5 separate regions of the Mus musculus genome follow, and all the other regions are linked to region 2. The links are chromatin contacts, called in public HiChIP or PLAC-seq and promoter capture Hi-C maps. All regions are on one chromosome and are shown on one strand. Each heading gives the region's core, a stretch centred on a gene start, on an enhancer-like site or on the middle of the called end of the contact. The rest is flanking DNA. Distances are from core to core; before and after follow the strand shown. Region 1 holds the start of Sephs1 (selenophosphate synthetase 1). Region 2 holds the start of Ccdc3 (coiled-coil domain containing 3). Region 3 overlaps Camk1d (calcium/calmodulin-dependent protein kinase ID). Region 4 overlaps Camk1d (calcium/calmodulin-dependent protein kinase ID). Region 5 holds the start of Bend7 (BEN domain containing 7).

Region 1 (5,402 bases), core at 405-2,904, 260 kb after region 2:
TGACATGAGCAATGATTTCAGCGGGAAACTACCGACACGGATTTCGCTCATCGTTCATAGAAACCAAACTTCTCTACAGAGCAGTGTGAGCCAAGCAAGTTTCCGAAATGGGCATTCTGAAGCCATTTAACAGTTTGGAAAGAGTGCGAATTAAAATTCACCTTCGAAGAAAGGTTTGGAAAATCACATTCATTTTGCAAAAAATGCCTGCCTCACCTCTACCTGGTACAAAACGGGAAGACTTCCCTTTATAAAGAATCTATTTTCCTACCTCCAATCCTCACGGCCTCAACCAAAAGGCAGGAGAGAGACTCCGAAGAGCACCTTTCTTTTACCTTATTTTCCCTACACTTTCTGGTTAGGAAAGTTTAAAAACGCCTTACATCAAGAAAACTCAGCAGTTAAAAAACTCCCAAGTGCAAGGAGACCTAAGTCACACGGTTTGGCCTCAAAGGAAACTCCAGCTATTTGAAAAGGATGGAATTTGGGGTGTGCTTTGGGTAGAGGGAGTGCGTCCGACCTGGAAGCCACATGTTTACACCTTTAAAACAATGACATGAATATTTAAAGCCCGCGTTTAACCCCTTCGCTCCCGCGGGAGGCGGGCTCGGGCAGCGGGGTGCGGTGGGGCAGCACACCTACCTCCCCGCCAGCCCCCAGGCCCCGCGCGTGCTCACAGGCCCGGGCGCCGCGGCGTGCGCGCCGGGACCCCGCGCCCTCCATGGGGCCGGGCGCGGAGGATGCCACTCAGGGGACACCTTAAGTCTCAGGCTGCCGCCTTTAAAGGCACGGCGGGCGCGGGCCGCGTTCTTTGTACCGCGCCGCGCGGCTGCCGCGGGCAGGCCACCGGCAGGGCCATGCTGCACCGCAGGCCCCGCGTCGCCGCTGCCGCGGAGACCGTCGCCGGCGGGGACCGGAGGGACCCGAGGGCCGAGTGGGGGCGGGGAGGCCCGCGGCTCGGCGCCAGGACACTGGGCGGCTAAGGCAGAGCGCGCGCGCGCGCGGGCTCGCCGTCCGCGCCGCCACACAAAAATGTCGGCGGGCGAAAAGATTAACCCCTGCGTGGCCGCCGCCGCCCTCCCCCTCCGCTCCTCCCTCCCAACCCCGGCCCCGCGTGCCGCGGCGGCGACGGCGGAGGAGGCAGCGGCGCGGGCGGCGCTTCTTTTTTAAAGCGGCCCCACCAAAGCCTGGGCTCGGCCCCCTCTCCAGGCAGGGCGCGCGAAGGGCCCCGGTGCACGGCTCCCCGGCGGTCCCGGGCGGCCCGGAGGGGGATTTGCAACGGCCGCGCCGGGCCTGCGGCCCGCTATTCCCCTTTAAGCCTGCTGCCTCGCCCCCCCTCGCCAGGCCCGCCGCTTACCGGCTCGCTTTGCGCCCTCCGCCTCCTCCCGAAAACGGGCCGCGGCGCTCCCACAATGCACCGGGCGCGCTGGGCTCCCTTAAGCGTCGCCTGAATTTAAAAAAAAAAAAAAAAAAAATGCTGCTCCCGGTGGCGGCGGCACCGCCGGGCGCTCGGACGCCGCGTGGAGCTCGGCCTAGGCTGGGCGCGGCCCTCCGGGAACCGGGCCGCCGCGCTCCCGCCGGCCGGGCGCGTGAGGGTCCCTTTAAGAGCGGCCACCTCCCTTTAAGGCGGCGGGCCGGTGGCCGGAGCGCCTCCGGGTTGCTGGTGGCGGTGGCAGCGGCGGTGGTGGCTGCGTGCGGCCCGGGAAGGGGGCGGGGGCGCTGTGCAGAGGCCCGAGCGCGGCAATGATTGGTCTCGGGGGAGGGGGTGGGGGGTTGCAAACCCCAGGAACGGTGGCATCCGTTGCATGATGCAAAAGAAAAAAGAAAGGAAAAAAAAGGGGGGGGGGTAGATTGATTTCAAAAGTTGCGAGCAGCACTGGCAGCAACCTTGAGTGATGGGGGCCACCTACTTTCGCATCTCTGTCCCGCGAGAAGGGAACAGAGTGTTTTTGTTTTTTGCACAACCTGGCTGGGTGCGATCCCCGCATCACCCACGGGATGCAATACCTGCTCCCGAATCTCTGCTGCAGTGAGACTGTGCCCATGGGAACAATGTGCAGAGTGTAGGAGCCAAGGTCGCCCCCAGTGAGACATTTGAAAACCCAACTTAACCCCGCGCTCCATTCTCAGTGACTCCCATCTTTTCTTCATTCTATTGTTTGAGCGTAGCTCCGCATTTCTTTGGAGTCCCAGTGAAATATGCAAATGCTCTGTGAAGTTTCTTGAATCTTTGATCTGCATTTTGGGGAGGGAGAGTTTATGTTGTCCGGGTTATACCATTTGTTCTTCTCATGTCCAAGTAAACATGGCAGACTAATCCTGTGTGCTTGAATTGACATTGGTAATGCGGTTTCACTTGAAGTAACTTCAGATTTCCGACTTCGTACTGCATTGCTGGTGCAGAGCGTGTCCCTTCGAAGGACTTCTCTGGAAAGCTGAGCAGAGCAAACTTGGTTAGGAATAGGTTCGCATTTTCCCGATTATTTAGAAGCAGAACTGTTGTATCTTTTGGCTGTCTTTAGGTTCGTACACCCCGCAGATGTCCTTTTCATTCCTGAAATTGCCATTTGCCTGTTTCTTAGGAGTGGGATCTAGGGTGCAAAGTGTGGCGAGATGGACACAGGCATCTCCTGCCTTTGTGTCTTTTCTCCACAATACATTTGGGAGAATACAGTAGCACCTGGGCTCCTTAGCATCAGACTTCGGACATCGATTTATCGTTGATGAACGTGGAGTTTCTTCTGAATGGTCAGAAGACACAAACACAGCCTCACCAGATACCACACCAGGACTCCAAAGCCAGAGGGAAAGGGTTATACAGTTACATTTGTCCGGTTCTGCCTTTTAAATTTGATTTTGCATTTTAAACAATGTAACTTTTTTTTGTTCCTCACTTAGTTAAAAAAAAAAGTGATTTTTTTTTTCAAAAGATTTCACAATGAGAAAAAAAAAAAGTGGATGACACAGCAGGACCCCATGTCTAGATTTGTGTGTCCCTCCAAGGAGACTTAGCTCTTTGTTAATGTTGAAGGATGCTCTTTCTCAGTGGTGATGGAGGAATAATACCCTGGGTTAGGGGTTATTGTTTTAATGAAGCTGTACTAAGCCTGCATGTGTACTTGAACTGGAAGCATTGGGGAGCAGCAGAAGGGAAGGGTTTGGTGTGATTTAATGTGCACTGAAGAGAGGGGTAAGTATCAGATCCCCCAGGGTTTTTTTTTTTTTTTTTTTTTTTTTGTTGTTGTTGTTGTTGTTGTTGTTTGGTTTTTAGAGACAGGGTTTCTCTGTGTAGCCCTGGCTGTCCTGGAACTCACTCTGTAGACCAGGCAGGCCTCGAACTCAGAAATCCGCCTGCCTCTGCCTCCCGAGTGCTGGGATTAAAGGCGTGCACCACCACTGCCCGGCCAGGTCCCCCAGTTTTAATTTTGGGGACTGAATGACCAGTGATTGACACTTCTGATACTGGAACTGCTGGGAAGCTAACAAGTTTTGCAATAACTTCAACCTTCAAGATGCTAAGTTCTGTGCCTGCTGAGTACTCCAGGTAACTGGGAAAGCAGTTTGGAATTTTGAGATGCAAATCTGTGTGTCATCCGCATGGTACCCTAAGCCCCGGAGAGAGGTAGGATTAACCCAGAGGGAGATCTTGGACAGAGCACTGTATCCATGGAAATGTGAGCAAGGCTTTCTTCCCTCCCTATAAGGTAACAGGCACCTCCAGGTCTACCCTCTCCTCCCCCATACACCGCCGGAGGTCTCCAGCAGCACTGAAGCAAGCCTCTGCCTCTCTCAAGTTCTGTGTGGAACCCAGGGCCTCACACGCTAGCCAAAAGTTCTACCACTGAGCTCTACACTCCGACTCCAAAACTCTCAGCAGTGTTGACTGCAGAGTCTTGGAGACACAGATGCCTTGATTTACTGGGAGGCACTAGACTTGAGGCTAGCTACCCAGTGGACCATCTTACTGTGCTCACGATGGCTTTTTTTTTTTTTTAATTACCTGTATTGCTTTGCTATGGAACTCCCTCTAGTCAGCCATTCTGCCAGTTTGTAATTCCAGAGAGCTCACCTGAAAGGGCCTCAGAACCCCATTCCTGGGAAACACCTCCCTAACATCCCTAGGTTCCAGTGATCCCATCTGAGACGGAGTTTCTCTGACTTGTACTACCATGCTGAGGCTTATTAGAAATAAGAATTAACCAGCTACCCTTGAAACATCTGGTAGGTGCAATGAGTGGTAGCCTCCCATTCTTCCAAAAGATATGTTCAAGCTGCACCACATCACCACAGTATATATGAAGGTGGCTTTATTTAAAACAGGGCTAGCTGGAGTTTAGCTTGTTGGTAGAGTGACTATCTCGAATGTGAGAAGCTCTGGGTTGCATCTCTAGCATTGTCAAAACAGCAGGGCAAAAGGATTCTTGTAGAAATGGAGTCTTTTGGGCTGGAGAAATGGCTCAGCAGTTAAGAGCACTGACTGCTCTAACAGAGGTCCTGAGTTCAATTCCCAGCAACCACATGGTGGCTTATAACCATCTGTAATGGGATCCGATGCCCTCTTCTGGTGTGTCTGAAGATAGCTACAGTGTACTCATCATATATATAAAATAAATAAAAAAATTAAAAAAAAAAAGAAATGGGATCTTTGCAAATGAAATCATGAAAATGAATCAAGACGAATATAGATGGGTCCTAATCTAATGGCTGGTGTGTTCTAAGGCAGAGGAAACAGGACTGCGGAGATAGTTCAGTGGGTACAAGTGTTTGCTGGACAAGTCTCAGAACCTGGATTTGAATGCCCCAATCCGTATAAAAGTCCACTTAATGTACATTAAAGCAGCAGGGCAGCTGACTACAGTCCTATGTGCCTAGAAGGAGGTGGGAGGCAGCCAGCCTGGCTTCCATAGCACTGAAGAGATCTTGTCTCAAGTAAGGCAGAAAGGCAAGGACCGATGCCTCAGGCTCTCCTCCAACCCATCATCACACGGCACACAGGCACCTACACAAACACACAGCAAAAGGACAAGAAAAAAGCAAAGCAAGCCGACGTGTTGGTGCAACCCTGGAATCCCCGCACTTGGGAAGCAGAGGCAGGAGGATCATGCGCTTGAGAAGTCAGCCTGGTTGGCTATACTGTGAGAACTGTCCTAATAACAACAACAACAACAATAATAATCATAAACATAATATAAATTTAAAAGGAGGAAGGGATGAGCCTAGCAGGCTAGTGAGAGAGCTCAGCTGTTTTGCAAAAGACTCGAACCACACCACATGGCTCATCATCACCACCTCTAGTTCCAGTTTCAGGGGACCCAATGCCTTCTCCCTCTGACCTCCTTAGACATCAGCACAAATGTGGTGCATATACATACCTACATGCAGATAAAAACACGTAGATACAA
Region 2 (6,044 bases), core at 234-2,733:
CTAGATCCATCTTTATAAAATCCTATCCTCCCCCACCCCTCATGTTCTAGATCCATCTTTATTAAATTAGAAGCAACCCACAGCTTCAGGATCCACCAGCTGTTTCCTACCTGTGATTTAGGTTGAATTCAGTAGTAGATAAAAAATGAACTGAATTTGGGGGAATTTGCTGTGGTCACAGGCCAACCTCAGTGGAACTTCACAAGACTGGTGGTGTCTACATAGGACCCACCACCTGCCTGTTCCCCCCTCTGCACACTTCAAAGCACTGTGACCCGGGGTCTTTACCTTTCCCACCAGCGGGCCCAGTCAAGCTCTGCTAATTTGAATTACAGGGTAGCTGGTATAAGAGAGCAAGACAAGACAGCGCACGGGGGGGGGGGGGGGGGGCTGCTTTCTGGCATCAAGGTGGGTAGGAAAGGAGAGCTTGGGTGTACATTAAATGACAGGACTTTCCCAGGTGCTTCGCGAGCTTCTGTCACGATTTGCTTCCCACTTTTATCCAGATAGGAACTGGTGGAGGGGAGCAGCGTGAGAGTGGACTCAGAACTGGCTCGAAACTTATACAAAGAAGTTCAAAGCCAGAAAGAATCCCAACAACTGATGGCAAAGGTCATCTTTCTCAAAACATCAAATGAGTGATTGGAAAGCACTTTGATAGCTGCGTGTGGTAGCGTGTAATCCCCCTACTCAGGGGCTGAGGCAGGAAGATCACAGAAAAATCCGATCTCATAAACAAGAGCACGTTATTAACCTTTTTGTCTTTAACCCGGTCTATACATATAAACTCCAAAGGCATCACTGTATCTTAAACAGCTTTAGCCAAGGGCGGTCAGAGCAAGGAAAGAATGAGAAGAGCCTAGGACGTGGTTTAGTTTGGGGGAGGGGGAACGGATCCCCCGGGGCGCTCCTAACCTGCTGCAGGTAGCCCGCAGAGGGGGGCAGGCTCACCTTACAAAGAAGAAATAAGAGTAGTCCTGGACCACCGTGTGGGAGTGGCAGGAGAAGTAGCCCAGACCAGTAAGGTTGAGCCGGGAGCCGGCGGGCACCTCCAACATACTGCCCCACGCCTGGTCACACAGCATCTCCACCTCGGCGGAGTAGAAGAGCCCTCCCTCTCCAGCTTGGTACTGCCACGGCAGGTAGTTGTAGAGGCCAGGCACCTCGGGGTGCAGCGCCAGCACCTTGGCATACACGATGGTCTCGGCTAGCTCGGCGCGGCAGCCTTCGCTCAAGGGTCTCCACTCCGACGGCAGCTGGCAGGCGCGCGCGGGCGCCGGGGAGGCGGCGAGGCAGAGCGCGGCGAGCAGCAGCGGGAGCGGCATGCCGGCGGCTACGCTCTAGCCCGGGCGCATGGCCCGCCCGGGTGCCCGGGACGGCGGGGAGCCGGGGAGCCCGCAGCGCCTGCCCGAGAACCGCGGACGGGGCGCTCGGCTCGCCTGCACGCGCTCCGGAGAGCTGGGTGCACGGCTAGCTCTTCGGCCTGGATCACCATGACCGGGCCTTCGCCCCGCCACGCTTAAAAAGGGTCCAGAGGACGCGACGGGACGGGCGGAGATTGGGGCGTGGACCGCGGCAGGGGCGGGGAGTCCGTCAACCCCGCAACCGGCCCGTGCAGAACTCCCGGGAGGAAGGGACGAACCCCTGCGCCCTGGGACTCCAGGGTGACTAGAGGAGATGTGCGTACAACGCCTTGACCACCAGACCTAACTGGTTTGTAGCACCCAACTATGGGCTAGGTCAGAGCTTGCCAGTAGAGTTTTTCCCTAGGCAGGTGTTCCTACTATTGCTCTCAGTTTGTACAGTGGAGTGCTCTGCAGGAGTCTTAAGTTTTCAATGCAAGTGACTTAGAATCAAAGCACATAGAAATCAAATCTGAGTTTATCTTCCCAGAACTTCGTGTAGAATAATATTTTCTCTCCTTCCCTTTCTCCTCTCTTTCTCTGCCCCTCCCTTCCTCTATTCCCTTTCCCTCTTATCTCCTCATCCCCTCCTCCTCTCTTGTCTGTTCCCCCTCTCCTCCTTCCCCTTTCCTCTCCTCCCCCTCCCCTTCACCCTCCCCTCCTCTCCTCATCCCCTTTCCCTCTCATCTCTCTCTATCATGTACACACACACACACACACACACATTGAGTTTTCTGTAATAATAATGTCAAAAGAATCCCTATAAAGATTTGAAAATCCATTGTTCACGGCTTATTTATTTATTTATTTATTTAAGCTTAACTGCTTTATACAGCCCCAAATTCAGAAAGTTCTATACCTGGGAAGCAACTTCACCCATAAATTCAAAAAAGCTTTTCACTAGTTAGTGGGTAAAATAGAAGAGACCAAAACCCTCAAAAGTGCCCAGCCTCCATTGCCTTTACTATTCTTGGTGTAATGAGAATCAATCACAAGAAGGCTGGGGGTGTGGCTCCATTACCAGTGTGCTGGCTGGCATCCATCACCCCCTGGACTTGATCCCTAGCACCTCACCAGAGGGGCACAGTGGCAAACACCCGGTACTGGGAGATGAAGGCAGGAGGATCAACATTCAGGGCTGTTCTCACCTACACAGGGAGGCTTCACAGGGAATTTGAGTCCAGCATGGGCTAAAGAAACTGTCTCCAAAAAAAGGAAAGAAGGAAAGAAAGAAAGAAAGAAAGAAAGAAAGAAAGAAAGAAAGAAAGAAAGAAAGAAAGACAGAAAGAGAGAGAGAGAGAGAGAGAGAGAGAGAGAGAGAGAGAGAGAGGAAGGGAGGGAGCAAGGAAGAAAGGAAGGAGAGAGAGAGAGAATACCTGTGTGTAAGTGTATTAATTATATGTTATGGGTGTTAGCCATATATCATTATCATAATATACATAATGTATTTAATGCATTTTCAGCAGATTTTTAAGCAAAGTTGCCCTTAGAAGATTGTTTGGAAGCTTCTCATTGGGGTTTGCAGGATTGGGATCCGGAGTTGTTCCAGGACCTGGAGAGAAGAGCCGTCCTAGGATGAGGTGAAGAGAATATACAGGTGTGGGAAGGAAGTGTGAAGGCTGGCCTCACCTCGCCGCAGTCTTCCAGGGTGTCCTGAAACTATGGTTGGATGGTTCTTTTTGTGATCACTTGGGATGGCTGCAGGTGTTGACAGGCAGCTCTTACAAATCCCAAACTACGCAAAGGGGGCTTAGAAGGAAGGTGGGTTGGAAGAAACCCGAGGGAGGGTGTGGGGCAGTTTTAGACAGTAAAAGAGACTTCAGGCAGCATTATGTAGTTGTCAGTTTTGGAGAGCCTCAGACATCATGAGGGTCACATGAGCTTAGACTATTGTCCCTGAGCCAATCAGGCTTAATTGTCACAAACCTCATAGAAGCCCTGAAACAGAAGCAAGTGTGAGAAAGAGGCCCTTCATGGGCCATAGATTTCCATGTGTCAAGTACTCTGCCTGCGACCTCGACCAATTTCTATCTTGATGGTGGTAGGAGGTGGGCAGGGATTCGGTCTTGCGACGTCGTGGCCCCTTAATGCTTCCGCGCAAGAATCTCAAGTGTGCACCGCTGTGCTCAGTGACGCCTAAATTATGTAGAAAAATGTCTTAGTTATAGGCAAAAATAAATCCAGGGGACAGCAGTGCCAAGGATGTGGATGACAAATGGCTCTCTGCAGTTACCTGCCATGGGAAATACCAGACTTTCACACAATGAGTAGTGACGCAACATCAGGCCAAACATCAGAGGCCACTTATCAGCACAGCCTCATTGTCTCTCACTGGACATTTAAGCTATGAACTCTCGAAAGGTTACTGTATGAACCTGCTCTGACTGTCATGATGAAATACTACAGGCTGGAGGCTTACAGGGCAGAGATTTATTTCTTCCAGTTCTGGAAACTAAAAGTTCAGTATTCAGAAGCCAAGACTAGAGTCTCTGAAGACCTTTGTCCCTGAAGTGTGTGTAAATAGCCATTTTGTATCCTTGTAGCAAGAGGTGGCCTTTCCTCTGTGCTCTTCTGTCTTTCTCTTACCAGTCCAGTGGTTTAGAGCCCCATCTTTATCAACTAGCCTAGCCTTAGCTACCCCCATAAAGGCCTTATTTCCAAATACAGTTGCACAGAGGGGCAGGAGAGAGCTTTGATCTAAGAGTGGGGTGGAGAAGTCGGTGTAGACACAAAGGTTGTTCAGCAGGTGTTCTGTAGATTTGCTGAGAAAGAAAGTGTGACATCATTTATATTCCTGGCAAACAGACTCAGAGAAAGCATTGTCAAATCACAGTATTAACAGCAGCTAAGTATGAGCCAAGTACTGTTGTATGGGCTGTGCATATTTTATCTTAACTAGATTGCCAAATAGCATTCCAGAATAGATACTGCTATTGTTGTCCTCATTTTTAAAAATTTGTATGTATATGATTTTGTGTGGTGTGTGTGTGTGTGTGTGTGTGTGTGTGTGTGTGTGTGTGTGTGTGAGCATATATATTCTCCTGCACAGTAGAGTGTGTGATTGTGGGCACACAGTGACATGATACACATGTGGAGGTCAGAGGACAGCTACCAATGTTGGTCTTCTGGATGTTGGTCCTCAGCTCCCACCTGGTTTAAAACAGGATCTCTGCCATTTACCACTGTGTTTACCAGGCAGGCTGGCCCATGAGTACCCAGGGATTCTCCTGTCTCCACATCCCTTCTCACCATGCATCATTTTGATTACAGGCTTTACGTGGGTTCCAATCTCAGGTCCACACATTTGCACGGCAAGCATTTCACTCCACAAGCTATCTCCCTAGACCTGTTGTCACTATGTTTATAGATAAGAGCATTTAGGCACATGGAGGTTAAATGACTTAGCAAATACACAAAAGCTAGAAACTGACTGGGCCAGGAGTCCAAGGTCCACTCACTTAAAGTGAATACTTAAAGACACTTAAAGACAAAACCAGAAGGATATGACATGTCCCCCACAGGCTCACTTGTTGACCACTTGATCCCCAGCTGGCTGTGCCATTTTGGGGAAGTTATAGAAGCTTAGGATATAGGATGTCACTGGCGAAAGCAGGATCCTGGGGCACATCCCTTGGGGATGCACTTCATCATAGGCCCATCCCCCTCTCTCTGTTTCATGTCCACCATGAGGTAAAGTCTTCCTTCCAACATAACCTCTACCACCATGATGGTCTGCCTCATCACAGACCCAGAACTGACCACACCATGGGTGACGGTAGATTGCAATCTCTAAAACCCTGAGCCAAGACAGAGAATTCTTCCTCTAAGTCACTTTTTTCATGCATTTTGGACACAGCTACTCAGAAGTACTAGTAGAGTTAGCAAGAACTTAGCCCCAGTGTCTTAGTTTGGATTTTATTGCTGTGAAGAGACACCATGAGCATGGCAACTCTTCATACAAAGGAAAACATTTCATCGGTGCTGGCTTCAGTTTCAGACGTTTTACCCATTATCATCATGGTGGGAAGCATGGCAGCATGCAAGCAGACAGGGTACCAGAGAAGGAGCTGAAAGTTCTACATCTTGATCAGAAGGCAGCAAAAGGAGACTGTGTGCCATACTGGGCATAGCTTGAGCATAGGAGACCTCAAAGCCTTCCCCACAGTGACATGCTTCCTCCAATAAGGCTATACCTGCTGTAGTAAAACTACACCTTCCTATGGGCCAAGTATTCAAAGACATGAGTCTATGCGGCCATACCTATTCAAACCAGCACACTCAGGAAGGATTTAGTGACTGTGAAACTGACCTGGTGTTCACACTGTTCAGTCCTGAAGCCCCCTTCTACTTCAGCCGTATGTTAAAACTCATGCAGACAAGATTATTTAAAAGTTGTTCTTTTAAACCTCAAGTGCCTCAGGGCCTGGATGAACAAGGTCTGTCTGCCTCCACTACCTTTAAAACCTTGACTTTCCCTTCTGTTTAGACAAGTCAATAAACAAACAGTTATAGGCCTGGCTAGTTCCTCTTGTCTTGTAGAAAGATGACAGAATCAAAGCCCTTCCAATATTACCCAAAACATCTTTTCCTGAAGCCAGCCCAGAGCTTGTCCTCATGGATTCTCCAGTAAATCCGTTATGT
Region 3 (5,359 bases), core at 2,184-4,683, 260 kb before region 2:
AAGAAATTCCCTTCTTGTATCATCTCAGGTGCAATACTAGCATGTAGTGACATTTTAGAATTTTGAAACACACTCACACACACACACACACAGAGAGAGAGAGAGAGAGAGAGAGAGAGGTTATAAGAACATGTTTTGGTTTTGATCCCAGGTGCGGAGATAAGGGGGCAGCTTCAGAACTGACTGATTTGTCTCTGCTCTAGCAGAGGCATGGTTTTGCCAGCTACACATAGTTTCTGCGGTCATGTGATGTTTGGAATCCTGGGAACTTTTTCAGAGGGTATATAAATGCTAAAGCCCTGCTAGGTAGGTGGCTGGTTGTTGGTTGTTCAGAGGGGTTGGCTGCTGTTTGTTGGTGGTTGAGCTCAAAGAAGAAACAAAAGGAAAGAAATTACATTCAGGGATCACTATCTCTCCGTTTTCTTTCTCTCCTACCTAGTGATAGGGGGTGAAACTTGGGGGATAAAGGGTTGGGGAAAAAGAAGAACCCACAAAGTAGCAAAGAACTGCTAGTATTCTTTACTAGATTACTTCTGTGGTATTACTTTTATAGATAATAAAATACTTTTATAGAAGATAATAATAATAATAATAATAATAATAATATGCATGTTCCCCAAATATTAATATAGTGAAATAACTGCCACTTGATGATCTGATGCCCCTGGCCACAATACAGAGCTCTAACAGTTTATGTGAATTTTCTTTCTCTCTCTCTCCGTTGGTTTTTTTTTTTTTTTTGCCTGTAAAGGGCAATTCCATTATCTATAATCACTGAAGGAGACTGTTTTTAAGTCATTGTACAAAAGTTAGTGATGTCTGTTTCTTAGGTTGGATTATCCTTGAACTAGGGGAATGGCATTTTGCTTATTTAAATGCAGGCAGCAGAGTGTACATTGAATGTCTAATGTGTCAGGCGCTGTGTGGAGTGTGCATCTGATTCCAAGTTCTAGTAGGTTTCATGGCAGGTGTCTTGTTCTTGGGCACACAAATCACACTACGGCGGTCATTTTCTCGTCCCATTAGAAGTGGGTTTCTTAATCTGACACTAATGACATGTTGGTTGGATAATTTTGTTTCTGTATAGGGATGTCCCATTTACTGTAGGATGGTTAAAAAAAAATGTCCTCGTTTTTTCCTACCTGCAGATGCCAGTAACATCCTTTAGTCCCCAAATAAAGAATTGTCCCTGGGCATTGCCACATGTCCCTAGATGAGGGGGCAAATTCACCTGCAGCTGAGAATGTTATGCACTATACCTGCAGAGTTTTTGGAATTTGCTAGAAAAATTGGCAGCATGCCCACCTACTTATGAAGCAATTTCTTACCGAAGTCTCAGAACTGGGTGGAGAGAAAGGGCTACAGGAGGGATGTCACAGTTTGCTTCTGACAGCAAATATGTCATTTGTACAAGGGTCAAGGTGGATATTGGGATTATATCTTTTTGACAAGGGCTCCAGACTCCAGTTATAACTCGGTATCTGTGAACAGTTCTTACAGAGATCAGCACTTGTAACTCAGTGTTTTGCCTCTGAGTCCCCAGTGCCTTTGCCCATGGATCACCTCTCGTCATGAAGGCTATACCCATATGATGTGACGTTAGTCACTATCCCCCTTTCCGTGGCAAAATATCTGAAAGAAGCAACTTCAGGAAGGGAAGCAGGATTGATTTTCTCAGACAGTTGGAGAGGCTTAGTCTAACACGATGGGGAATGTGCAGGAGATGTCAAGGTAACGAGAAGTCTATGTCTAGGGCAACTCATAACACAGGAGCCCTGGACCAGATATAAATCTCTGGTCCTGCCCCTAGAGTCTTGTCTACCTGCTAGGTCTTATGTCCAAAATGTTTCATAACTTCACAAAGATGGGGACCAAGTGTTCATACATATGAACAGAAGGACACTTCACATTTAAACTATCACAGTTGTCAACAGTTAAACTCAAGTCGACAATATTCCTGGGGTTGCCTGAATGGCTTTCTGGAGTTGAACTGGCATCTCATTCAATTGTACACTTAGATTAGTGTGCACTATGCCTGAGACCAGGTTAACACCCTGGCCCCTGCCGCCAACCACATCTCTGCTTCTGAGACTGTCACCTGAGCAAGAAGGACAGCAAGAAGAGGGTGGATTGGCAAGACTCTCTCCAGTATGGACACCATCACCCATGTATCTGGTCACCTCGGTCATCGTTCTGGTTTGTCTTCTGCTGCTGTGAGAAACCACTCTGACTGAAAGTAGCTTTGGGGTGGAAAGGGTTTATTTGGCTTCTAGATTACAGTCCAGGGAAGCCAGGGCAAGAACTCGGGGAAAGAACTGAAGCAGGGACCATGGAGGAACCTTGCTAACCGGCTTGTTACCTAGTACGTGCTTAGCTAGGTTCTTTGTTGTGTTTTAGAAATATGATTTTTGGTTTCCATTTTCCCCATTTATTAAAAATAGATTCTTTTCTCATACAGTATAGCCTGGTTATAGTTTCCTCTCCTCCTACTCCCCCCAGCGCCTCCTCCCTCCCCTTCCCATCCAGATCCACTCCCTTTCTGTCTCATCAGAAAATAACAGGCTTCTAAGAGATAACAACAAAACATAACACAATAAAATATAATGAGATAAAATAAAAGACATCCCCTCCAAGTTGGACAAGGCAAATGAACCAAAAAAAAAAAAAAAAAAAAAAAAAAAAGATTCCCAGGAGAAGGCACAAGTCAGAGATGCGCTTGTTCACACGCTCACGATGCCCATAAAAATCCTGAACTGAAGCTACGATAGATACACAGCGGCCATGGTGCAGACCCGTGAAGGCCCCGTGCATCTGCTTCAGTCTCCGAGTGGTTATGAGACTTGCCCGGTTGATTTAGAGGGCTTGTTCTCCCGTGTCCTCCATGTCCTCTGGTCCTTACTACCTCTTCTTTCATGGGTTTCCCTGAGCTCTGTGGGGAGGAATTTGATGGAAAATCTAGTTTAGAGCGGTGTGTTCCGAGGTCTGTCTCTCTCCCCCCTCCCCCTCCCCCTCCCCCTCCCCCTCCCCCTCCCCCTCCCCCTCCCTCTCCCTTTCCCTCCCTCCCTCTCTCTGTATAATGTCTGGCAATGGGTAGAGACTCATTTGTCCCCATGTGCTGCAGGAGGAAGCGTCTCTAATGATGGCTGAATAAAGCACTGATCTGTGAGAATTTTGTCTTGTTTTGTCTTGTTTTGGTTTAGGTTGTTGGTTTGTTTGTTGATGGCAGGGTTTCTCTCTGTAGCCCAGGCTGTCCTAGAACTCACTTTGTAGACCGGGATATCCTTGAATTCATGTAGCTCGGCCTCCTAATATCTGAGACTGAAGACAACATTATGCCTAGTAGCAATTAAAAAGACATATAGCCCAACTTCATGTCTTAAGGCTGGCACTATCCACAGGGCTACACTCTCCTGCGTCAATGAGCTATTAAGGAAATGTCTCGAAGGCATGGCTCAAGGCCAGTCGGATGTAGGCAACTCTTCATCTGTGGTCCCCGATCCCAGGTGACTCCAGGTTTCTGTCAAGTTGATAGCTGACGCTAACTGTGGCAGTCATGCTACGTTTTCACTAGGAACGCACTGTGATGTTTTCTCATTATAAACATATTTATCAATATTAAAATCAGAATGCAATTAGCTTTAGAAGCACTCCAGTGACAGTACATTTCATCCCTTTCTAATATTACCTGCGGTTTTACCATAGGAGACGAAAATGTCCTCTTCCTAAGAGGAGTCTTTGTATTGGGTTCTTAAGTAATTTGAAAAATTACAGTTTGATCTCTATAACATTTACGCCAACTTTTCCGGTGCATTCTTACAGCTGAGTTCCAGTCTAACAGTTAACGACAAAGGAAATAATGGGGAGCCTTTAACTGCTTGTTCTTCACAGTTCCCAGGGAAATCGGTGTAATTAGGCTTTCATGAAGGGACTGGTTTTCCTCATTAAAAAAAGAAATTATGCTCAGGAGCACAGCTAAGGGCTGAGCAAGTTGGAGAGAGAGAGGAGAAACGTTGACAGAGGTTATTGTTGGCACAAAGGAGCACCTCAGACTCAAGGCAACTGTCTGCAGGTTTCCTTTTATTTTGTTAGTTTTTTGATATGGGGGGTCTCACTATTTTATCTGGCCTGGAATTCACTCTGTATTGCAGACTGGCTTGAACTAACAGAGATCCACCTGCCACTACATAGTAAATGCTGGGAGTAAAGGCACGAACCACGATGCCCAGCTTTGTCTCCAGTTTTGAAGTAATTATTTCCTGGTGATTATAACACATGAAGTTTCCTCCGTGAGAAAAAAAATAAAAAGATCTGCCACAGAGGAGAAAATCAACATTTGCAAAAACAGACATTATACTGCAATCAGTAGCAATCCCCAGGCAGAACTGAATGGAAGGGCACATTAAACCAAATTATTTTAATGGGTTTCAGTAGTTGAGGTTTTCTGGAAAAGTCTACTACCAAAATGGAAACATGACCAAGCTCGTGAAACCTGTGTAACCTCTCAGGGGGCCATTGGCTCACATGATTTCAGTTAATTTTTAGTTTTATTCCTATTCAGTTGTCTCCTACTGCATGTGGTACTTGATCTTAAGATCAAGTTCAAAGCAAAACCTTTTACCATTCATAGACTCTTCATTTGGGTTCGTTTTCAGAAATAGGGAAATACTTCCAGTATTCCTCCTGAGGGTACACACTCTTAATCTTGATTAGATTCTGTGTAAACATAGATGTTTGACATTGATACAGCACAGGAAAGCTTCTTTTTTTTTAATTCCCAGTAAATGGTGTTTGAGTTTTCATACAACACAAGAATGGGGTGTGTGTGTGTGTGGTGTTTGTGTATGTGTGTGTGTGTATGCATGAGCATGTGTGTACATGTATATGTGTGTGTATGTGTGTGTGTACATGTGTCTCTGTGTGTGTATGTGTGTATGTGTGTGTGTGCATGTGTCTCTGTGTGTGTATGTGTGTGTGTTTGTGTGTGTATGTATGTGTGTGTTTGGTGTGTGTGTGCATGTGTATGTGTGTATTTGTGTATGTGTGTGTCTGTGCACATGTCTGTGTGTGTGTGTCTCTGTGTGTATGTGTGTGTGTGTGAGTATACATATGCAGATATGCATCTGGACTCCACTATGCTAGTACATGTGGAGGCCAGAGTCTGCCTTTGGGACGTCTTTTTCAGTTGGTTCTTCACCTTATTATTTTTTTTCCTTTTTTGAGATATGGTCTCACTGAATTTGGAACTTGCCATTTTGGCTAGACTCAATGGCCAACAAGCCCTTGGGGTCCCCCAGCACTGACTGGGGTTACAGTTACACACCACCATGTCTGGGTTTATTTTGTTGTTGTTGTTTTTGTT
Region 4 (5,198 bases), core at 2,327-4,826, 510 kb before region 2:
AGACTGACAGGCGGTGAGCCCCAGGGATCCATGGTCTTTCTTTCCCCAGCTCCACGGCACTAGAATTAGCGTGCATTGCTATGATTGGCTTCCTCCCTTTGGAAAACCATGTGTTCTTGGATCAAGCCTAGATCCTCATTCTTGCAAAGCAAGCACATTACCAACTGAGCTCTCTCCTCAGCTCGGCTTGAGTTTAGAACCTGACATCTTAGCTGCGGAGTCTTCTTACCTCATACACAGACTGAGATGTGTTTTGCATAAATATTTCTCAGCGTTTGAGCATTTTGCTGTTTTTTTCCAAGCCTTGCTATTTGAATAAGTGTAACACATGTGCCGCGTTGTAGGCATCTCTCTGGAAGGGTTGTGATGGGTATTCTTCATCATCTCAGAATTGTCAAGGCCAAGTGCTGAAGAAAATGTAGCAACCGCTCCTCTGAACTTGGATAGCTTCCATGAAAAACCCTCTTAGTCATCGTGGCCCAGTCTTCTGCCTTCCTCAGCTGAATGATGGATTGCTTTAATTCACCGCTTGGCTTTGCCTGCATAGACATAGCTTTGTTTGAAGTTGTTTAGACTTCTCTGGATGGCCAAATGCAGTCCAATATAAAAAAAATAACACATTATGAAGAATCAGTTTCTTTATTCAAAAGCTTTCACAAAACAGGCCTTTGGAATTTCTATACTTAATCCTGTTTGATATTCTCCCCCCTCCTTGCTAATCTGTCTTCTTTCTGAGCTTGAGTTGCTACCTGCCCATGGGTTTAGAGTCCCCTCCCCATTTTAATATCTCTTTCTCAGTATATTAATTTCCTCTTTCTAGAATATTGATGCCATATTCTTCAAAGCTTTTCTTTTATATTAGTATTATTTACAATGCATGTGATTCCCCCCCCCAAAAAAAAAAGACAGCCTACTTACTATATCAACGAGCCATTTCCTTTAGGATCTTGGATGATAATGGTAGTGAAAAAGTATTTGTATGTATAAATACTTTCTGAAAATTGTTTCCTCTATGTGTTACCTCTCCATCATATTTTAAAGGCCCTTTAAATATATTATGTATTATTATTCTAAAGTTACAGCCTGAAAATGACTCCCTGTTTGAAGCAGGTTACAATCATGATTCCTTTTGTCTTCTTTTTAAAAACAATTTACTTATTTATTTTATGTGTTTTTCCTGCATGTTCATTTGTGTAAGGGTGTTGGATTTCCTAGAGCTGGAGCTACAGACAGTTGTGAGCCACCGTGAGGGTGTTGGGAATTGAACCCAGGTCCTCTGGGAAAACATCCAGTGCTCTTAACCTCTGAGCCATCTCTCCAGCCCCTATTTTTGTCTTCTTTGAAAGATAGTCATGTGACTGAGGGGCAGGAATACTTATAGTATGTGAATATTCATATGCTAATACTTGTATACAATGTATAGTCAAATATAACAGAATAAAAGGCAGAATTTAAAATTGGGTATCATCTGCATTAATTATCCTTTGTATCTACATCATTTTCCTTAGGAAATTCAGGGTAAGCCCTTGCCAACAGCTTGTCCGTTTTTAAAACATATAAAGCACTATTAACTATGTTAGTGGACAGGTTACTGGAAATGTCAATTCAGAGGGAAATGTTTGGCTTGGATTGAACTTTCTGCGTGATTATTCATGCTCTGCCATTTGCGTTCGCTGAGATTCTATATTATTAATAGAATAGACAAATCAGCATTTTGTCAGTGTGTAAGACTTTGCTTATTTTTCCTGTCTTGATTGCTGGTTGCACAGAAAATTTGGAAAATGGTAGAGTGTCACTTAGAGAACAGGGGGCAGGGTAACTCCACCTGTTCTGGAGGCAATTGATCATGAGTGGTCTGAAGGGAGTGTGTTATGTAATGTGCATCTTAGGGACCAGCCGTCCTTGTGTACTAATCTCCCAGGTAGAATATTGTGGGAGCTAGGACAGGAGAAGGGCTTTGTCCACAGACAAGAACTGCCACAAGCCAGGGTCTTAGTGGGCTCCAGAGGAATGGCAGAGGAGAGAACTAGAATTTGCCAACTTCCAATGAGCAGCCTTACATTTTTTTCACCGTATTTTTATAAATTGAAATCTTTTAAAATAGGACTAGAAGACACTTGAAAGGCCTGGGGAATTGTACCTATCCAGGAATCCCAGATCTCTATATGATAAGTGTTAAGGAATGGTGGTCTAGGCTGGCTTGAGAATATTCCACAGCGTTATTGAAGTTGAAGGCTACACCTGAATGTGTGGTGTGCTTGAAGATTGCTTGTATGGAACAACAGCTGACTGCTTCCCTGTGCTTGTTTTTCTTGATTAACTGAGCCTCAAGGTCTCCCTTTGACCTAACTTTGAGACTATGCCAGGGCCTAGCAAACACAGAAGTGGATGCTCACAGTCAGCTATTGGATGGATCACAGGGCTCCCAATGGAGGAGCTAGAGAAAGTACCCAAGGAGCTGAAGGGGTCTGCAACCCTATAGGTGGAACAACAATATGAACTAACCAGTACCCCGGAGCTCTTGACTCTAGCTGCATATGTATCAGAAGATGGCCTAGTCGGCCATCACTGGAAAGAGAGGCCCATTGGTCATGCAAACTTTATATGCCTCAGTACAGGGGAACGCCAGGGCCAAGAAGTGGGAGTGGGTGGGTAGGGGGTAGGGGGGGGGGGAGGGTATGGGGGACTTGAAATGTAAATGAAGAAAATACCTAATAAGAAAAAAAAAGAAAGATAGCAAGAGGTCATCGGTTTGCAGCATTGCCATTTTGTAAAACTCTGAGAAGAGCTGTAAACTGAACTTTGATAGTTTTAATCCACCCCCCACTTGCAGTTCAGACGTACGTGTGCACACACATAGGGACGTCTGATGTTAATGGCTGGCTGAAGTGCCTGGGACTCACATGTTTCTGCCTTGTCAGTGTTTGCAGTCTAAGTGCACATCACCACACCCAGATTTTTATGTGAGTTATTATGTTAAACCCAGCTCATCATGTTTGCATAGTAATACTTCTTTGACCAAGACTCTGGCCCTTGAATCTAGTTTCCTTAATACTTGACGGGCATAATCTCATGAATACCTGACTCTACCTCCTTTCTTATTAATTATTATTATTTTTTAATAAATAAAAGACAATCTGGAGAAAACCAAATCCAATAAAATGATGTTTCTAGCCTAGGGCCACTTGGCAGGTTCAAGAACAGAAATGGGTTATCTATCCCTGTACCTGTTGCTAACAGGGTTATCCCTGTACCTGTTGCTAACAGGGTTATCCCTGTACCTGTTGCTAACAGGGTTATCCCTGTACCTGTTGCCAACAGGGTTATCCCTGTACCTGTTGCCAACAGGGTTATTCCTGTACCTGTTGCTAACAGGCTGTAACATTTTCCAGTGTTGGGTAGCAATGTTTTCCAAGTTACTATGAAAAATGGGAAAATATACCAGACACCCAGAGCCAAGTCCTGTTTCCTGACTTTTCCACAGGTTTTATTGACAGCAGGCAGGGTGCACATTAGGAATGAGTCAGACCCAAGGTTTTCCTAGTGCACAGAGCACTGAACCAATAGCTGACTCCCCAGTGGGCCTTGGTGGACTCTCAATGCAGCCAGAAAGTGATTCAGTTTTAATCAACAGAGAAAACACAGACACACCACAAAGCAAAAATAGAGTCTCTATTATTCCTTGGTTGCAGGAAATCCCAAGAGTGGACAAGCTGTTCTTCTGTTTCTGAGGAATTATAGTGTAGGTATTTGCTGTGTTATGAGTTTCTTGCCGTGTGAGCAGTGACCACCAGGGCTGCTTTACCATGACACAGCTCGAGGTCTGTCTTCCTTTCGTTGTGATTTCGATCACGCTGAACTCCATATAGCTTCTCACTCAGCAGTGAAGAATTGAACGGATGACTTTTTTCAGGCTTAGTTGAAAATCACGTTGATGGAATTTTTGAAAAGATGGCATTCCGGCAATTGAGGTCAGGGAAGTGTGACATAAGGGTCCTTTTCAGACCGTGCCTCAATGGATGGCCCACTTTCAACAGTGTTTACCATTATTTTATGAATTACCTTTTTTCCTCCTAAGTCTGGTAGGACATTGTTGCCAGTGGGGTTTCTGCATTAGTCTTGAGATGACAAAGGTTTACAAACTTAAGTAACCTTGCTTTTCTTGAAGCTTCTCTGGTATATGTTGTTGTTCTTCTGTGTGTGAGTATACACACACATACATATATGTATGCACACATATACACATGTATTTGGAATTTTCTACAAGTGTGTAACACCCTGGAAGACTTGGAATTTCTGAGTATTCCTAATAGCCTGTGTCTCTCTGAGCAGACAGAAGGTTTCAGGAGAAGAACAATGAATGTATCAGCCACTCTGCTTGAGAAACTCCAGCTTTCTCCTATGAAGACCCTAAGATGGCTTTGTCTTTGCCTTCTCTGAGAGTTGCCATCTGTCCTCTGGGTTCGCACCAGTATCTGGGACGACTAAAAGGCCCGGGACTCTGGCTTTCAGATGAAGAGAGGACAGGCTGCTGTAGAACTGACCAGACTTGGTTCTGTTGTCAGCTAAGAACTGCCTGGGTTGTGTGCTCCATGTACTCACGACAGAGCACTCTGGACCTACTCACAAACACATGAGATACACAAATACACCACTGTGTGTGCCATGAAGTTGCTCTCACCTCCACTAGCTGAGATAGATGCCCACGCTGCTTTCTGCTATCCAGGGATGTTCCTCCCACTGTTGTGCAGCCCCGAAGGTCATATTATAAAATCCCTGCCATCTGGATCTTGGGCAGGAGGAGGAACGGAGTGAGGCCCACTTATGCCGTCTATAAGGTGGGCGTGCTGGGCTGGAGAGTGTTTGGCTTCCACCTCCCAGCAATAAAGCTGTTTTTCTCAAGCTTGACCCAGCTCGGCTTCGCCCCGAGAGCTCCAGACCAAGTGAAATTCCTCTCAGGAACTCTTGTGGACGGAGCAGATCCAGGGTGCTGTGCTGTGAGCGCACGGAACTCACAACGCAGGCATTTCTCCAATGGAACCGACCGAGTGTCACCGGTGCCATAGCCACTGGCTGTGGGTGCTTACCTTCTGGCACTGTCCTTTGTAAATGCCAGGCCATTTTACCTGCTCTGTGTGTCAGTTTTGAGACAGGATTTTGTGTAAGTCTAAGCTGGTCTGGAACGTGCTATGAAATCA
Region 5 (5,278 bases), core at 1,451-3,950, 420 kb after region 2:
ATTAACATCATTGCTGAATTCTGAGATTTTATACACCTCATGGTGATAATCTGGCATGAGAAAATAACCGAAAATTAGTATTTTAATGACTTCAACAAATAGGAATAAGCACCTAAAGACTCCCATCCCAGATGTATAATCTACAAGTATACTTTCAAGAACTCTCACAGAATCGGAGTCAATACTAATCACCAAACGTTACTTACTGTGAAGTACAGGAACCTGAAATACCACTGCGCCTTACAAAACAGATATGCTTGGCTACAGCAAGTATATTTGTAAAAATAAAATAAAATAAATAAAAAAGAAAGAAAAGAAAAAAAAATCTTGCCAAATCACAGGCCAATGGAGTTTCTCAAACGTATTTCCACTACCATTTCTGTGAGCATATCAATAGCATGTTTCGGAACTGCCTCTCTACTGGGTTTACCCAGAAAATCTCAGCTTAAAAGTAAGGATGCATTTTTTTTTTAAGATATTGATGTGTTATTTTTTTAAAGGTATACTTTGAAAAGAAGCAAGTCTTTTACCTTTCACATAAGTGAATCTTTTGCAATTACTGCCCTTACTGAAGATGCAATAGTTTATCTTCCAAAAAAAAAATTGAAAAGCAGCTGCACAGCAGAATCACTCACCATTAAAAAAGAAGGAAAAACTTACTATGTTAATCAAAATTTCAAATATAACATCTTGGGATCTCGTGTGGAAGCTACAGCATTTTGATAATGTAGCTCTTTACAAACCAGGACCACCCAGGTATGAAAATAGAGGTCCCTTCTCAACAGCTGTCCAAGGTTTGGGTGGGCTTGTTTGTTTGTTGTTTGCCTTAGCTGTCACAGGACAACATGACAAAACTACCCTCTCTCTTAAGATAGAGTAGTCAGTTTCCTGGGGTCATAAATAAGAAAGCAGCCTCCATTCCTGAACGAAGCACGTTGTATCAACAGGGCCATCACACTCAGAGAGACTTCCAGAGTAGTCAACATCCTGGTTGGGGAGGTGGAGGCCGAGAAGGAGTAGCCAAATATTTTGAATGCATGCACTACACTATTTCAGGCCTCTATCGTTAAACAGTACAAAGCTAAATTAGGGGAAACACAGATGAGCAGATTTGCAAAAATGTCTATAATTAAACCGTTTCCAGACTAACCAAAAGTGAGCTTTATAAAATCCTCATGTCTGCTTAGCTGAGTTCAGAAAAACTCCATCCCTTGCAATCACCCTCCCAATAGTCACCTGTTCACATGTGACTTTTGCTGGGGCCCTTGGAACAATCATGTGGCTCTTTCCTCAGATGCTAGCGGTAGATAAAAACCACCTAGGGAAAGTGGAGCGCTTCTCTGATTTGGCTTTGACCCAAGTTAATGCAAAGATATTTAAAGAGTGTGGGCTCATATTAGAACTTGTACCATTACCTCTGGGGAGGTTGGGGGGGGGGTATCACCATTCTCGATTATTAAGGTGATACATTTTGACAGGTGTTTCTTGTCCGAGTTGGCACCATTTTTTAAAGACTCAAATCAGGAAGATGGACTCGAACAAGAAACAGAACCCAGAGGAGATACTACTCAACTTTCTCCTCCCCGGACAAAATAAACGCCTATAAAGAGTGTGCTGTACACCTGTTAGTCGGCAGGACCAAGCTGGATTTTTCTTTATTTCTTGTGATGCGACACTTGTCTGACTGGTATACGAGATAATCTTAAAACTACCTTTCCACCCAAATCACTCAACTGGAAAAGATGCTGTATGTCAACAATTTCTGCCTTGAGCTTCGATTCCCTAATGAGCTGATTCTTCTTAAAAAGAACAATGATCATCTTTTTCTCTCCTCCTTCTCTTTGCGTGGGGGAAGGAAAAAAAAAACGAAAACAAAAACAAATCCCAGTCTATTCTCGGCCTGCCGGCCAGGCAAACCCTCAGCCACCCCAGCCCAGCGGCCGCCGTGGCGGCGGCACCCCAGAGTGGGCTCGGCTCCCCGGTGTCATTGTTTGCTAATTTCCTGACGTGCCCTCCGACTTGTTTACCTTCAATAACACCCGGTGGGTCCCCCTCAGGCACAACTTTCCCCGCGGCGGGGCGTGTGCGGCCCGCGGGGGGCCCGGGTTCGGGCGGGGACGAGGGGGTCGGGGCGGGCGCGCCCCCGGCGTGGAGCCCGCGGGCGGCCGGGGCGCGCGGGGCCGAGTGCGCGGAGCGCGGCGCCGGCTTCCCGCCGCTGTCCCCGGGCCGGCAGCTTACCTCGGCTCACCAGTTTGAAGCTCTGGGATTTCCTGCTTCTTTTCCTCTCCGAGAACTCCATGGTGCGGGCAAGGTGGCGGCGCGGCAGGAGACTGAGGCGGCGGCTGAGGCGGGCTCGTGTCACCGCCGCGGAGCCGCCGGGACCAAGGTCCGCGTCGCGATCGGCGGGGGAGGCCGAGGGACGGGAGGAACCACCGCGAGCCCGGCCGGGGGTTGCGCGCCCGGGGCGAAGTTGTCCCCGCGCGCGGCTCCGCCTCCCCGGTGTCTTAGGCGACCCCTCGGTGCCCCTTCATGCCGCCTCGCTCTTTCCCGAACGCAGCCCGCCGCAGCCCAACTTTCCGTTGGGAGCGGGGCCGGGCTGGGGCGCGGAGCTGTGGGGTGCTCGCCGCGGCCCGCCTGGGCTCAGCCTGCGGACGCGGCCCGGGGGACGCGGCGAGCCGAGGGAGGGCGGCGGCGGCGGGTGCGGAGCGGCGGCCGGGGCGCTGACCTCCCCCGCGGGAGTAGGGGCCGCGCCGTCGAAGGGGGCGGCGCCGCCGGGACCCCGGGACCACCTGCTGGCGGAGCCCGGCCGCCGCCATCCCCCGGGGGCCGCCGCCACTGCTGGACTCGGCCGTGCGGCGACCCGGCATGGGCCGGAGGCCGCGCGGTTCAGCGTCCGGAGCGGCCCGGGCCCGTGGAGCTGCCCCCCCGGACGGACGCCGCGCTCTGCCCGGCCTCCCTCTGCGGCTCCCGGAGGCGAACCTGCCTTTAGAAATAAGCCAGGGATCGTGGCTCCTTGGCGGCCAGCCCTCGCTCTGTCTGAGAGGCGGGCGGTGCCAGGGCCAGACGCGGATTTTAGGCAACTTTTAAGAGGGGGTGAAGAACTTACCCATCCGCGCTCTTGGAGCAAACAGAGAGAAATTTGAGCATGTACTGCTGAGAAGACTATGGGATGGAGCGAACATCAATTCTTATCCCCACCCTGGGGACTGTAGGGGAAGTTATATGCAAAGGGGGTGCTTGGAATGGTGTTTTGGGGAGAGGAATACTAGAGGTGAGGAGTGCAAGGGGGTGCAGGCTCTTAGGGAAACAGTGGTCATAGCAGGTGCATAGACTCTGCCACTTGACGCAGAAATACCAAAATAATTGCCGTCCGCCAATGGCCATTGGGAGTTTTATGTAATCTTTTTCTCTGGGGAGCCAAGTGTGCACTTACTGTAGGCGCCATTTCTTACCACATGTTTTAAGTGGGAATAGAAAAGATTTTTTACATCACCTGGGAATGGTAGTGTGGAAACATGATCTGACACGCTTAAAAGTACGGCCTCCAAATCTACGGTTTCTAGACCAAAGTACAAAGGGGAAGAAGGGATGGGCTGCTGCTCCAACACCTTAGGAAGGTCAGGTTGCTCCAAAGAATGCAGAGAAAAGGGGGGAGGGGGCTGGGGTGGGCTGTCTTGATGAATGATTGAGGTTAGTTGCACTCAAATGGACAGCCGTTCAAAAGCCACTCTGATAGAACCTTGACGTTAGAAGCAGGGTGACTACCAAGGAGCAAGCAGTGCAAACATGCCTGGGAAATAAAACCAAAGAACCGGTGAGCAGCAAGCCAGCTGGAGACAACAGGATAGACACGGGTGTGGATAGACACGGGTGTGGACACCCGGCAGTGTGGACACCCGGCTGGCCGCAGGGAGACCAAGCGCTTCATCCAGCTCTAAAGCAAATCACTTTAAGAGGGGATTCATTTTTTTTTTCCTACTTCTTTGAGATTATGTTAGAGGCTGAGTCCTTTTCCCAGAAAAGTGTATGGAAGAAATGAAATTGTATTTGGTGAAGTTCTTTGATCTCTTTAGAGTTAAAAGATGCAGTGAAGGGTTCAGTATGATAGTGGTTTGGGCAATAATCCCACTTGTTTCTTCCCCCACCTCCATTCAAAACCAGAATTTTATAAACCTGAAGGTGTCTGGGATGTTTCTAAAGTAAGAAAACATTCTACACCCCATTCTGGGGCCGTGAGAGATAGAGATAGAGATAGAGGGAGGGAGAGAGAGAGAGATCCCTTGTCAAATTTTATTCCAATAGTCACAGGCTGAGTACTACGCTAATTGAATAATGCAGAGTAGTCTCGCCTTGGAGCATAAAGTAAGCTTTTATTGTGCTTAAACTATGATGAAATCATTGAAGGTATCACCCCAAGAAGTACATCCCTAGGAAAGATATCATTCACTTTAAGTTCAAGCAGGAATGTGACTTCTACCTGCTGAAGGGAATATCCTCTATGTAGTTAAGGGGATATTTTAAGAGACTACCTAAAATTAATAGTAACTATGTCTTTGCCCTTTTGACTGAGCTCTTCAAAGATGGTCCATGAGTATCCACTCATGGTGTGTAAAGACTATGAAACAGCCTGTTCTATTGCTTTCTAGGGGATATCAACTAGTTTTATTTACTTTCTACTTGGTACACACCACTGTGGCTTTATCCAACAAATTTATGGATCTACAGTTAGTATTAAGTAATATCAAGCTGGAATTGCCTTGACTGGGTATGTATCTGTAATAGGTTGTGTAGGTTAACTTAGCAAAATATCACAGACTGCCTGACTTAAGAAATTTGCTTTCCTATCACTGCAAGGAGTCCAAGATCAAGGTCTGATACAGTCTGTCTCTGGGGAGGGAGGGATCTTTCCCTTGCTTGTAAACTGCTGCCTGTTGCCTGAGCATTCACAATTGGTATTTAAAAATGTTTTAGATTTATTATTTTATTAGTTTATGTTTATGTGTTTCACCCGAATGTGTGTATGAGCACCATGTGTGTGCCTGGTGCTCACAGAAGTCAGAAGAGGGCATTAGATCAGAACTGGATATGCAATGGCTGTGAGCCTCCACGTGGGGTGGGTGCTGGGAAGCAAACTTGGGTCTTCTGCATGAGCAACAAGTGCTCTCAGTTGCTGAGCTGGTTCCCCCGCACACTGACCTCCAACCTCCAGTTCCTCTTATAAGACTACACAATTTATGGACAAGAGCCTGCCCTTTTGGCTTCTTTTAACCTTAATTAC

Evidence for each region. HiChIP or PLAC-seq counts read pairs in DNA pulled down with a chosen protein or histone mark. Capture Hi-C pulls out chosen DNA fragments and counts their contacts.
Region 1: a contact with region 2 is called in an HNF4G HiChIP or PLAC-seq map of pancreatic cancer cells. The contact joins the promoter of Sephs1 here to the promoter of Ccdc3 in region 2. A contact is called at or near these places in 1 of 484 Hi-C or Micro-C datasets (embryonic stem cells), 1 of 115 datasets of contacts at active chromatin or transcription factors (pancreatic cancer cells) and 2 of 9 other capture datasets (adipose tissue and pancreatic islet).
Region 3: an H3K4me3 HiChIP or PLAC-seq map of embryonic forebrain shows a contact between it and region 2, with 4 times the contacts expected there. The contact joins the enhancer-like site here to the promoter of Ccdc3 in region 2. A contact is called at or near these places in 8 of 39 promoter capture datasets (the 3T3-L1 cell line, 3T3-L1-derived adipocytes, the HPC-7 cell line and 5 more), 1 of 15 datasets of contacts at CTCF or cohesin (large pre-B cells), 2 of 484 Hi-C or Micro-C datasets (beige adipocytes and nephron progenitors), 9 of 115 datasets of contacts at active chromatin or transcription factors (craniofacial prominence, embryonic forebrain, embryonic limb bud and 3 more) and 1 of 9 other capture datasets (embryonic stem cells).
Region 4: a contact with region 2 is called in an HNF4G HiChIP or PLAC-seq map of pancreatic cancer cells. The contact joins the enhancer-like site here to the promoter of Ccdc3 in region 2. A contact is called at or near these places in 5 of 39 promoter capture datasets (cranial neural crest, embryonic stem cells, frontonasal cranial neural crest and 2 more) and 3 of 115 datasets of contacts at active chromatin or transcription factors (embryonic forebrain, pancreatic cancer cells and stem cell-derived neural progenitor cells).
Region 5: a promoter capture Hi-C map of adipose tissue shows a contact between it and region 2. The contact joins the promoter of Bend7 here to the promoter of Ccdc3 in region 2.

What each region holds. Positions count from the first base shown.
Region 1 is chr2:4,877,816-4,883,217 of GRCm38.p6, reverse strand. Sephs1 (selenophosphate synthetase 1) reads right to left here and starts at 1,654. Exons shown (of 9, transcript NM_175400.6): 1 at 1,358-1,654.
Region 2 is chr2:5,133,215-5,139,258 of GRCm38.p6, reverse strand. Ccdc3 (coiled-coil domain containing 3) reads right to left here and starts at 1,483. Exons shown (of 3, transcript NM_028804.1): 1 at 952-1,483. The coding sequence starts at 1,325.
Region 3 is chr2:5,396,790-5,402,148 of GRCm38.p6, reverse strand. All of the region lies in intron 3 of Camk1d (calcium/calmodulin-dependent protein kinase ID), which reads left to right. Among named protein-coding and RNA genes, the nearest start is that of Gm36853, 83 kb to the left of the region's middle. Within about 2 kb of position 3,433, at least 8 of the 459 cell types and tissues checked have an H3K27ac peak or open chromatin away from gene starts, as enhancers often do. A contact at or near this core is called in embryonic forebrain, where this site is marked.
Region 4 is chr2:5,644,214-5,649,411 of GRCm38.p6, reverse strand. The region is part of intron 1 of Camk1d (calcium/calmodulin-dependent protein kinase ID); the gene reads left to right. Among named protein-coding and RNA genes, the nearest start is that of Camk1d, 68 kb to the left of the region's middle. Within about 2 kb of position 3,576, at least 33 of the 459 cell types and tissues checked have an H3K27ac peak or open chromatin away from gene starts, as enhancers often do. A contact at or near this core is called in pancreatic cancer cells, where this site is marked.
Region 5 is chr2:4,715,253-4,720,530 of GRCm38.p6, reverse strand. Bend7 (BEN domain containing 7) reads right to left here and starts at 2,700. Exons shown (of 9, transcript NM_178663.4): 1 at 2,239-2,700; 2 at 1-50. The coding sequence starts at 2,299.